Linked DNA regions of Anas platyrhynchos: all the other regions are linked to region 3. Evidence: chromatin contacts called from public Hi-C data. All regions are on one chromosome and are shown on one strand. The core of a region is the stretch at or near the end of the contact, and the rest is flanking DNA. Distances in the headings are between cores, read along the strand shown.

The links. Hi-C and Micro-C count contacts between places; a contact is called where the count stands out from the background.
Region 1: a contact with region 3 is called in a Hi-C map of skeletal muscle, with 2.1 times the contacts expected there. The contact joins two enhancer-like sites. A contact is called at or near these places in 3 of 8 Hi-C or Micro-C datasets (liver, skeletal muscle and subcutaneous adipose tissue).
Region 2: a Hi-C map of subcutaneous adipose tissue shows a contact between it and region 3, with 4 times the contacts expected there. The contact joins two enhancer-like sites. A contact is called at or near these places in 4 of 8 Hi-C or Micro-C datasets (F1 follicle, liver, skeletal muscle and 1 more).

Annotation. Positions count from the first base shown.
Region 1 is chr2:102,108,928-102,112,465 of IASCAAS_PekinDuck_T2T, forward strand. LANCL2 (LanC like glutathione S-transferase 2) reads right to left here. Exons shown (of 9, transcript XM_005014930.4): 7 at 2,967-3,143. Among named protein-coding and RNA genes, the nearest start is that of LANCL2, 23 kb to the right of the region's middle. Within about 2 kb of position 1,969, at least 1 of the 8 cell types and tissues checked has an H3K27ac peak or open chromatin away from gene starts, as enhancers often do.
Region 2 is chr2:102,156,190-102,160,169 of IASCAAS_PekinDuck_T2T, forward strand. EGFR (epidermal growth factor receptor) reads right to left here. Exons shown (of 28, transcript XM_027451316.3): 28 at 3,370-3,980. Among named protein-coding and RNA genes, the nearest start is that of LANCL2, 25 kb to the left of the region's middle. Within about 2 kb of position 1,277, at least 3 of the 8 cell types and tissues checked have an H3K27ac peak or open chromatin away from gene starts, as enhancers often do. A contact at or near this core is called in F1 follicle, where this site is marked.
Region 3 is chr2:102,446,587-102,450,534 of IASCAAS_PekinDuck_T2T, forward strand. No RefSeq gene overlaps it. Among named protein-coding and RNA genes, the nearest start is that of SEC61G, 20 kb to the right of the region's middle. Within about 2 kb of position 2,230, at least 4 of the 8 cell types and tissues checked have an H3K27ac peak or open chromatin away from gene starts, as enhancers often do. A contact at or near this core is called in F1 follicle, where this site is marked.

The DNA of each region.
Region 1 (3,538 bases), core at 719-3,218, 340 kb before region 3:
TCATTTATTTTAAACTTAAGACTGCTAAACACAAGCTTAAATATCTGCATGGGGAGGCACTTTTAATAGCTACTAAATGTAAAATAGTGTAAGCAGAGAAACAATGCAGGAATCACCATCCAAGATTAATTTGTCTCACTTCAACCGTGACATGGCTGCAATTATTTTTTAGGATATGTATTTCCACAGCAGGAGTTTCAGCTCCACAACAACATAATTAGTTGGGTTGTACTTAATTCTGATTTAAAAAAAAAACAAAAAACAAAACAAAAAAAAACAATCCCACTACACATCAATGAAGAGCTCTGCAAGAACAGTTTCAAGGGCAGAAATTTTCTAATACCGTAACATTAGTTCCTATCTGTGTTGGCACTTAATTTATCCACCTCCTAAGGACTTGAGAGTTGTTAACTGCATTTGTTTTCTTCCACTTCCATGCACTGATTTAGAGTATTAAATCCCCAGCTGCCATTACTTAGCTTTATCTATTTTCTCTCCCTAAGCCTCACAAAAAATCGTTATAAATACAGTTAGACAATTATGGTGGTCAATATTTTGTTGCAGAGGATGGAATACCTTTTAAAAACAAGTTAACAGTGTCTTTCTCGTGTTTGATCAGCGCTGCTGCAGTAGCCACTAGACATACCTTACTTACAAACCCCATCTGGATCAATTTAAGAGCAACAATCCATTTCTCCTTTATGGCTCCCCAGAGCAGGCACAGGGCCCACACGTTCCCCTGGCATTTCTGTGTCTGGAAGCAAACCGCTGCTTATGCAAAACACGGTGCTAAAAGCACAAGAGTCCTGCAGAGCAAAGAACCAAGAGAACTCTCCCTGCTTCCCCTGTGATTTTGGGAGCCTGATACAGAACACAGCTCATCGTACTCACTAGAGGGTGCTCAGGCTCCACGGTTGGAGCTATGTGATATATGAATAGGCTCCCAGAACCATCAGCTGTTGAACAGGAGGATAAAGAGTGGTATCTTGCCCCACTCCCTCTGTTCTCTTTAAGTATTTACTGGGGAATGGATTTCATCACTTGGGACGTGAGTGTGTGTGTGTCCACGTGAGAATGTCTTGAGGAAACCCAGCAATGAACTCACAAACACAAACACTGTGGTCCACGGTTATTGAGCAATGATGAAGTATTTTGGGCCCCCCTACAGATCTTCAAACCAAACTTGTAGCCTTCTCTTTTACGTGAGGACAGAACGTGTCTATGGCACGTTTCTGAACTACAATCAATTCTTGCAACATCCACATCTTATTGCATAATAGCCTTTATAATTATTATTGCCAGCCTGGGAACTTCAACAGAAATTACAAAAATGCATCCCCAGGCTACTAAACGAATCATTGTTTATAAATCCTTAGCTTTGGTAAACCTTGTAGATCCAATAAACCATATTAATGTCTTTGTTAAACCAAGGAAAAAGAAATCTCTTCTAGTACAAAGACATCTGCCATTATTTGTCACACAGGCTGAACAAGCTTGCCATCGAGAAACAGCCTTTCAGACCTCTGAACGTTTATCTTGAAAGAAGGAAAAAAAAATTAAAAAAAAAAAATAAAAAATGAAGGGCTTGGATGCTCTCTGGAGCCCAGGATGCCAGCAGCACGTTTGTTTCCCTGGATGCTCTGTCTCAAGCATGGTTGTTTCCCTGCATGCTCTGTCTCAGAAAGAAAAGATTTCAAGAATGCCAAAGATCAACAAACTCCTTTGCCCATTTCAAGATTTTCCCTGCAAGAGCTTAGGGGGCCTGACTGAACACTGCAGGTGCTAAAATGCAGAATGGCAACAAGTGTGCTGCCAGACCCGACTGTGCTCGGCACTTCCAGCAAACAGCCTTTGGCTCACTGCCACATGTTCCTCCTCAAAGGAATTTCAGGTATCTAACTGAGTGTCCTCCTTCTTTGGCTCTGATCCGGGTATGCTTGCTTTCCTCTAGCTTTGGACAGAGCTACAGGGTTCCCCTGGGCAAGAAATGCAGTGTGAGCAGGAGTTGCTAATGCTGCACAGAGCCCCAGGAAATGTATGGAAGTGGAGGATGACAGGGAGAGCCCAACTGTTGTGCTGAAAGCAATGCGTGCTTGGTAGCGTGGCTCACACATCAGCAGAGGATCAGTTCACACACAACAAGGTCACACATTTGCCGTGGCAGTACTAGGGGCTTATCGCATTCTCCAGGATGCGTGTATGCATACATGTGTCCCCACAGATTGACGCACATGTAAACATAAGGTGACAGGAACAGCCACTTTGTAAAGCTCTGCTGATGGTGGACAAGCTAACAGTAGAGGTGAATGCACTAGCTTTACATGTGACTCATCTGAAAACACCTTGAAAGCAACTCATCAAACTTCCCACTGCTCTACCTTTAGATAGACCTCAGTTGAGTAGCTATATATGCAGCATGAAACCCACTATCAATGAATTAAGTAGAAAACAAAACAAAACCAAAAACCAGGAAACAGAGGCAGAAAAAGCCTTTTCTTTTGTCAATTGCTAGCACAGTGAGAGCTGATAGCAGAACCTGGATGCTCCCAATGGAAAAATTTTGACTGCGTCTTTCTCTGCAATTTGTATTAATGAAAAAAACCTAAGTGAGCAATTTAATAACTGCAATTCAGAGCTCTGAAAGCCCCAAACAGACACTAGTCTGAAAACAAATAATTACAAAGGACTACTAACAGTATCGCTGGAGGAGCTGAGGATGACAGTGGATCTCTCAATGGAATAATTAGCACCATGTAACATTCATCTCTTGTTGTTCAGGCTGGCTGATTCTCCGACTCTATTTACAGCACAGCGAAGTGCGTTTGTGTGGTTTTTCAACCACTCTTTGTACTAAGATGCAAGTGCCCACATACACAGCTGAAGTCGTCTACCCAAAGGTGTGAGTTGGAAGTGCATGAAACACATGAAAGGGACGAGTGACTTTGCTGGGATGCTGCAGAGCTCACCTTGCAAGCTCGGTAGAGGTACTTTTTGTCCTGAGTTAGGTTATAGAGAGACAAGAAGGAGTAGCCATTGCCAGCAGTACCATGGCAGATCCCGTAGCCTTTTCTCAGTAAACCTCTCTGCCAGATGACGTCGCTACACTCCATGGCATCTTTCAAGTACTTATCCTCTTTAAAAGTCTGCGGAACAAAAACAGAAAATAAACATATAAATTGAAGTATTAATGATTACAAAGTGATCCTGGACCTGGAAGATGTTTTGCTATGGAGGTGGAGTTTTTCATATATAGTTTATTTTGGATTTTAAGACTCCAACCATCATAGACTTGCTTTTCTTCCAAGTTGCTTCTCATTTCTCTGTGTGGAAAAAGAAAGAACTCAAGTTTTTCTTTCTGAAATTAGTAAAAACAAAAAAACCCTAAAGTTCGAGGTCCTTGGTTCCACAGCCTGTAATCTATTTGCAGGGTACATGATCCTTTTTCGCTTCTCCCCTCTATTTCCCAACCACTACATAATTTGATTTGAAATACAGGAAAGTAATTCTTGCCTCCAAGAAATGTAACAGAATAGTGGCC
Region 2 (3,980 bases), core at 27-2,526, 290 kb before region 3:
TTGCCTCACCACCAGGTAACTAGGAAGGTATATCTTGATGCTGCCTGCTACCTGGTGGGATAACATTCCCTTGGCACACACAGACTTCCTCAGCAGGGGTATCAGCCCACTTGCTTGCTCTTCAAATGATAGTCGAAATATAACAAGCATGGTTTTGCCATACATCAGAGATATGAAAACTGGGAGAAAGCAGTCCACCTTTTGGGAGGAACACAGATCCATGGTCTTATCACTTACGGAGATGTACCTCACAGATGTGTGTGCTGCCCTCTGCAAATACAAAAGGTCCCTAAGAACCCCATTTTTGGAATAAAAGCATCTTGTTACTTTTGCTCACCTACACAGCTGATGTGTGATGGGAATTAAGATTGTTCACTTAACACTTGATCTGAGAAAAATTCAGAGCCTTACCTGCTTATAACTCAATTTCAACATGCTTATTTGCAACAAAACACAAATAATCCAGATTTTTAGGCAAATCTCCATTGTGTTCTGAACCAATAAAACACGTAATAGGAAAAAATTGTATTGCAAGACAGGGGATAATATAATAATTTTTGAAAATATATGGAAGTTTTTACTTTGGAAGGATTACATAAGACCATGACTTTTCACCAAATATATATTTATTTACTTTGCAATATGTCAAATTATGCTGGAATCTCCTCAAATGAAGAAGAAACTCTGGAGAAAGACTACTTCCCACCAGTAGTTTAAAAATCACAAGCCAAAAATGAACCTAATTTCCTTTGTCCTGACATAGCCTGTCTACCTGCATTATTTTAACTCTTCACAGCATTATCTGCACAATATAGCTTCTCTTACATGACACGAAAAATAACGGAGTGCTATGGAAATGGAGTACTTCACAGGAACATGCACAAGAGCTTTTGGGGGCAGAAGGACGTACACTTGTCACCAAGGAGTACAGTCATGTCCTTGGGACACACATTGCCATGTCAGATGTCAGATCTCTTGTGCATGTAATTGCATTGCATATCCACTGAAACTAAGCCATCAGAGAGAAGGATTTATTTTCCATCGGATCAGTGCAGCAACCCTTTACAGCAGCAGCCCGTACTTAGCCTGGATTAAATGTAGCGTGAACCTGTACTCTGAATGGACTGGAAAATAAATTGCCCATGCAAGCTATTTTTCATTTTTTATTTTCTTTCTGCTCTGTTTGCTTGGAGACAGATACTAAAGCTATATATTCGTGTACGGTTTCTTTCTCTTCCAAGAGAGGGCACTGTTAGCCTTCCTTCCACTGCCTTCAACAGCAAGGCTCATTGCAGCACCAGCATGCTTGCTGGGCACGAAGCACCAAGCGCAGGCCCCAGAGCCCATGCAGGCTTCACAAGCTTTCTCTCTAGAAATCTCCGATAGCTTTATGTCCACAATCCCCAAACGGTGGGGCTGTTCACAGGGGACAGGCTGGGAGGACCTCACCACCCTGCTGTGCAAGAGCTGCCTCACTGTTATGTTTCCATCGAGCCCAGCAGGGTTGGGCCTGGCGTGGCTTTGTCTCCATGAGCAGTGGCAGAGGTCACACATTGCTGTATTTTTTATCCACCATCACTAAATTCACAAACAACTCCGGTGCTTTTGATGATTCAACGACTAGACAGAAACCGATACAGCCAGCTGTGACTCCTATTAACTGCACTTTGACTTGTTAAGAGTGCCAGTACAAATACAGCTACATAAAACGTCTGTGAGGGAAAAACAGCCATCTCCTGTATCATCATAGCTCCCACCTGAGAGGGATGGAGACCTGTGAAGTTTACTGCAACCCATATCTGTACTCAAAAGGAACAAATGAGAAGGAAAAAACAACCAACAGAAGAAAACCCAGCTCATACGATACTAGATACAGAAGACAAATAAATCACTATTTCTGAGCTGGTTTAGTTTCACAGGGCTGTAACTCACCGAAAGCAGCAGCCTCTGGGGTTAACACATGCATTAAATGATGTTCCTTCTGCTCTCTTCATAAAGCAAGAGGTTTTAAAGCAAAAGGCTTTCTGAAATAGGAGCTCTGGTGTTAAACACCACACAGATGGTGCTTATTAGAGAGATTTCAGTTCCCAGCGAAAAATTTAAAGCACCACCTAATCTCTATCTAACTCCAGCTCCTCTCCTAAATAAAGAGTAGCAATAATCTACATTTTGGGTCTGGGGGCTTACTGCTGAGTGTATGTACTTCCAGGTGGGCTCCAAGTGGGCCACCTTGACCCACAGGGAGGAAGCCCAACCACCCCACCAAGCACCCTGCACAGGATGTGTCCCTTGGTGCCTGCAGTCCCCGTGGCATTGCTCTTGGTGGGTCTGCCATGAGTCTGCCTCTGGTGGGCACCAACATTTGATCAGAGCCCATCTCTGTCAACAAACATAATGCAATTTCAAGGAGGCTGAGCTGGTGGATTAGTAAGCGCCAACCTCGATGCCACATGGAGAAATGTTCTTCTGCTAGTGAGCCCTTGGCATGAGCTGCGTGGCTGCCACCAGTGTTGGGACAGAAAACCTGGCCACACAGACAGGATGGCTTGGTCCAGCTCTCCCATCTTCAGCGATGGACTGCACATGTAGGTCTGTCCTGGGCACTGCAGTAGGTGGTCTGGCTGTGGCTGTGGGCCTCCTCAGAGTGTGTCAGCTCTTACTGGCTATCCTGGAAATTTCTTACATGATCTGATGCAATTGTTGCTTGTTAAATGAGTTCCCTAAAGGTTTGCTTTGCTCTATCCCAGCATGAGTTTAGGAGTAGTAAAGGGCATGGCTTGATCAGTGCTGCTGAGGATAATGATGGAAGGATATGGCAGAGACTTGCCTTCCTCTCCTATCTTTAAATAGCAATTTTCTTTATCTTATCTTAACCTATCATATCCTGTGCAGGCAGATAGGGGGATTACACTGCAGCTGTGTTTCTTTGGCTGTCTTGTGCTATTGCATCCTTTGTCACTTTTTATATTTTAGTTATTTGAACTGAGATCAGTGGAATTTCTGAATGCTTATTCTTCCCAAATATCCACACATTTTTATACCCACCCCATTCTTTAGCAGGGGAATTTATCTCCATCAGTGTCTCCATCTCTCTGAGTATTGCTGTGCCTTTAATTTCCTACATGTGAAATACAGGGAAGAGCAGTTTCCTGCCTGATAAAGAAGGCTTTTAAATCTATCTGTAAATGGTTTTGTGATCTTCACATAGGAAATTAATGGACATATATGTTTCATTTTCCTTTTGAAGTTAATAATATTAATACTAACATATGTACATACAGTCTTCCCAAGGCAGGTGATCACTAAAGAGGGAAAACAAAACAAAACAAAAAAAAAAAACAACAAAAAAATGCTCCCAAACAGCAAAGATTTATTTAATTACTTTTATTAAAATAAAAATATCATGCATTAATACGCATTAGACATTTCTGAGAACCAGTAATATGAAGATTAAGACTACATCATTTCTGCATAAAATAAGTTGAGCTGGTAAAAATGCAGCCTAGTATTGGAAGGGACTGGATGGAAAGATGAAAATGAGAAAGGTGCTGTAGTGGCTTTTTTTTTTTTTTTCTCCTGTGTACAAAGTTAATCTATAAAGACAGAAATTATTTAATTTACTAATGACAATACCAGGGACTCATCCAGGCTGAACATGTACTGTCAGTTCCAGCTCCTCTCTTCTTTAGTGTCTTGTAGACCCAATGTATTTTGCTGTTACATTTATGACCCTGCAATTCCTGTTGTATGCTACGTGTTCCACCAGTTGGATAATTAAACACCAATATTCGGGGGACCCTGAGGCTTTATTTGTCTGGCTTTGCTAACAGAATTTCTCTTTCTTGCTAGTGTCATATAATAATGTAAATGTTTTGCATGTATGTGACTCTAGTTGAGACTTTGACTTTCCTTACCAGAGTCCTGCTGCAATGCTGTTGCACAACACATGACTATGAAATTCACAGATGGCCAGAAGTATG
Region 3 (3,948 bases), core at 980-3,479:
CAGCACACCAGAGATGAGCTGTTAGCAGTGGCAGGAGTTTGGCAGGCTCATAGATGGAAGTGGGTGCAGGTGGAGGGTAAGACTTTCTAGTAAACCTTGAGTGTAAGCTGTATGAGAGCATGATCAAAATTAACAGGTCTGTGAAAGTAACAGTAGTCTTTAAAACTTGCTCTAGCTAGCTTTCATCCTCAACCTTTGTCCTCAGGAAGGGGTGTTCTGGTTCATTGATTGTGCAGGGTGCAGTGGGATCCTACAGGTCACTTGAGAAAACTAATATTGTGCAGTCTCTCGGGATCTGCATCTCTTGGACACAAAATAATAATTAATTCTTTCCCCTGTATGGAGGAGGGGCCATGAAGATTGTTCTCACTGTCCCTCTTTTTGGTGTAAGGTGATTCAGATTGAAGCCAAGGGACCTCACACAGTCAGACAAGCTTCTGTGATCATAATTATTCTAAGAGAAAATTATATGCAGAATTCAATTTTTCAGTTTGGATACCTCATCCCTCCCCAGACAGAGGGTGACAGACACCAGGACTAGTAATAGGCCAACTTGTTTTTCTGGCAACAGTACACTTGGTACGTGTTGTTTGTTCTTAACAGCTCTTGCCTCAGATCACTCTGTGGACAAAGAGCTTCCAACTTTTACACACAAAGGTCACCATGTACTCCTTCAGTCCTCTACACAGCAGCTGTTACTGCAGTATTGCCACTATAACTATTGTGCTTTTTCTCCTTCTTCTTCCATACAAAATGGAAAATTCAGCACTGTTTCAGTACTCTTCATTTCTCTACTGAAAAAGACACCGTATCACAACTATGAGAATCAGTTCCTTACTATGTCAGTTCCTTACTATGTCAGCATGGATGATTTATTGGTGAATATTGCAAACACTTTTGTCTTCTCTTAAATCAGACCACTTCATGTTTCATCACCAGATCTCAGAAATTCACATTTCTACTCAACTATTTCGCTAAAACCACTTTTTTTTTTTTTTTTTTTTTCCTGAAAATTGTCTGTCATTGTGACTAACTGCACATCCCACGCAGCCACATTGCTGCATTTTTCCCCCTAAGAAGTGCGGCAGCTCTGGCCAACAATAAGCAACGTAAAGGAACCTGCGGAGTTTCTTTGGAAAACTGTACTGTACGTTTTGCTTACACATACTTCGGGGGAAATGCTGCAGCAGCATATCGGCGTGCTGCAGTGCCACCCAGCGTCCCCATCTCAGCATCATGTATGCTGCCCTTGGTCTCTGCATCTACATGTCCTTGCCCCCACTGTGGGCAAAGCTGCTTCCGAAACGCTCCCTCGTAGTCTCACTCATCCCACCACGACCTCTGAGCAAGTGCCTATGCTTCCTTCTAAACTCACCAGCAAAAAAAACTTACCTTAGAAAAGGTTACCTGCCATGGAAAGAGTAGGTGGTGAGAAAGCTACCTCTCCTCGATACATCAGGACAAAAAGAATCAATGCACTTGGTGTGGCATTTTTTAACTTTTGTAAGTTATGTCAGCCTGCATCTAGAAATAACAGAAACTATGCATTACTAAACACGAGAAAAAAAAAAAAAAAAAAAAGGCTTCTACTTCTTACTGGACTGATAGTAGGTCCCGGGCTGGTAGACATAGTGATTTCTGGACTTTTGGTTTGTTACATGACTGTCTAGACTTAAGCAGTTGTCTAGAAAAGCCAGACACAGGGGTTACCCCCGGCCCTTAGCACCAAAGTTGCTTGTTTTCCTTTCTACTAAACTGCCGGTGCCCAGCTGAACACAGGATTTCTTAGGCACCCCATCCATGCCACAAAATACTGTACTCAAAGCTAAGTGCTCTGGGCATTTATATGGCCCTGCAAGGAGCTGGCTCATTTAGCAGATGGGACATGGCAAAGAAGACAGGTACCAAAACTCTTGGCAGATGTTACAAAAATCACATTTTGCCAATAATTGTGGAGGATGCTCTCATCTTCTTCTTCAAAACAGTCTCCAGAGAGCTGCGCCCAAGTTTTATGAAATACCACAGTGCTTAGGTCACCTCCTCTCTTTGTCAGTTTCTCCCCCAGTCACACACACAGATTTTTGAGTACATGGCCTCAGAAAATGCATGACCATCTCCCCGCCTCTAGCCAGGAGCCAGCCCTAACCACTATCACAACAGCTGACATACGCTGGGCAATGGAGAGGCAGTAAACGAAGAACACAAATTTCCAAGAGCTGTTTTCCTCAGTGCTCTTTCTGACGTGGCACCTCAGGCACAAGGTCAAGACAGGAACAAGCCAGCTTCGCACTGCTCTGATGTATTTTGCATCTCTCCATGATTTTAAGAAACTCCCTGTTCCCAAGCTTTCCTACTGAGATGTAAACAGATAAGAGCAGCTTTCTGTATGAAGACAAGGCTTACGCTAAATAAGCTCCTCACTACTCATAAGTACAGAGACAAACTAAGATTTTTTCCAACATTGTCCCTGAAAAAGTCAATAGTACTTTAGCTGACTATGCAGCTGGGCTATACGGCAGCTCCCATCCACTCCTTCAGCAGACAAACACCTTTAAAAACTTCAGCCCAACCCAGCCCAAGGACATCTAACTCCTCTCTTCACTTTTTTTTTTTTTTTTTTTTTTTAACTGCTGCATGTATAATGCACCCCAAAATATTTTCAGCCAACTTTTACAATATTTGGAGTTTTATCATATACTGCAGATCCTTTGAATAAAATGATTTTAATAAGTCCTCCAAATAAATGTAGTTAGATGCTCCCAGCACACAGCTGCAGATAAAAAGACACATTTTGGATAAAAGCTCAGAATGTAAATGAAAGCAGAAAAAGCCCCCTAAGCTTCAAATTTAATCATTTTAAATCTATTCCTTGATTTTGCTTTATTTTACTTTAAAGGCTCAAATCCTGTTTATTTCTTTAATGACTGCAGGTCTCAACAATTGATGACACAAGGAATATTTTCAGAAGCAAATCCAGAGTTTGACCGGCAAGTCTCTGACACAAGCAGCGTACCCCATGTGGCTGAAAGGCAGGGCTTGTCAAGGGATTTGCTGGCATCAGAATGCCACCAACCCTGCAGAGTGTGCCTGGACAAGCAGGATGCCTTTTGAGACCTCATTTAATTTTGTCTCCATGCTGTAAGTTCACTCTTCTGTTTTGACCTCCTTGTTGAATTCCCTCTCTCTCCCTTCAGCAATGATTCCCAACATTTGTTTAACACTGAGGTGCCTCATTCTCCTGGATAAAGAACCATTAAGAATGTCAAATATGTACACAGTGAGAAAGAAAATGAATCTCCATGGGAATGCAATGTCTGTATGTACTACCTTCAATGTGTATTCAGACTGGTGAAGGACATGGCCCTGGATTTTCCATCCCATCCTCCAAGGCCACCTAAGGACTACCTGAAGCAGTCCTTGAAGACTAGGACTCTTTTTGGAAGGTCAGCTGGTCTTGTATGTGGGTAAAAACATGGTATGGAAGCATTTCAATTATTTATTTAAACGATGCAGTTTAAAAGAAGTACCAAACCTGTGTGTCTGCTTTTGAAATTTCACTTTGGAGGAAAGAACACTGGCAGATGACATCCAAACTGAGCTCAGCTTTTCAGCAAATGTTTCTCTCTTTGTTTGTCATGTGTCAAACAACAAACCACATCTCTGAGAATTACTCCAATTCAGAGAAATCCCAAATGGACTTTTCAGGTAGCCCCAGTGAATATGTTGGTTAGCCTGTACTTCCCATAGGACTCACTCTTTCCTCCAGATCAGTTTTTATACCGCTGCTCTTTTCTTCTGCTTATTTCTCTCAGTCTCTCCCTTGTTGCAAAGAAGTGGTTGCTAGTTCTTTCAGGTCTTTCCTTAGAGTTATTTCTAGCTCTACAGGTAATGTTTTGCAGACTGGCCCAGATTCTTCAGCATTTTTCTGAATGTGTATCTGTTTAGGAA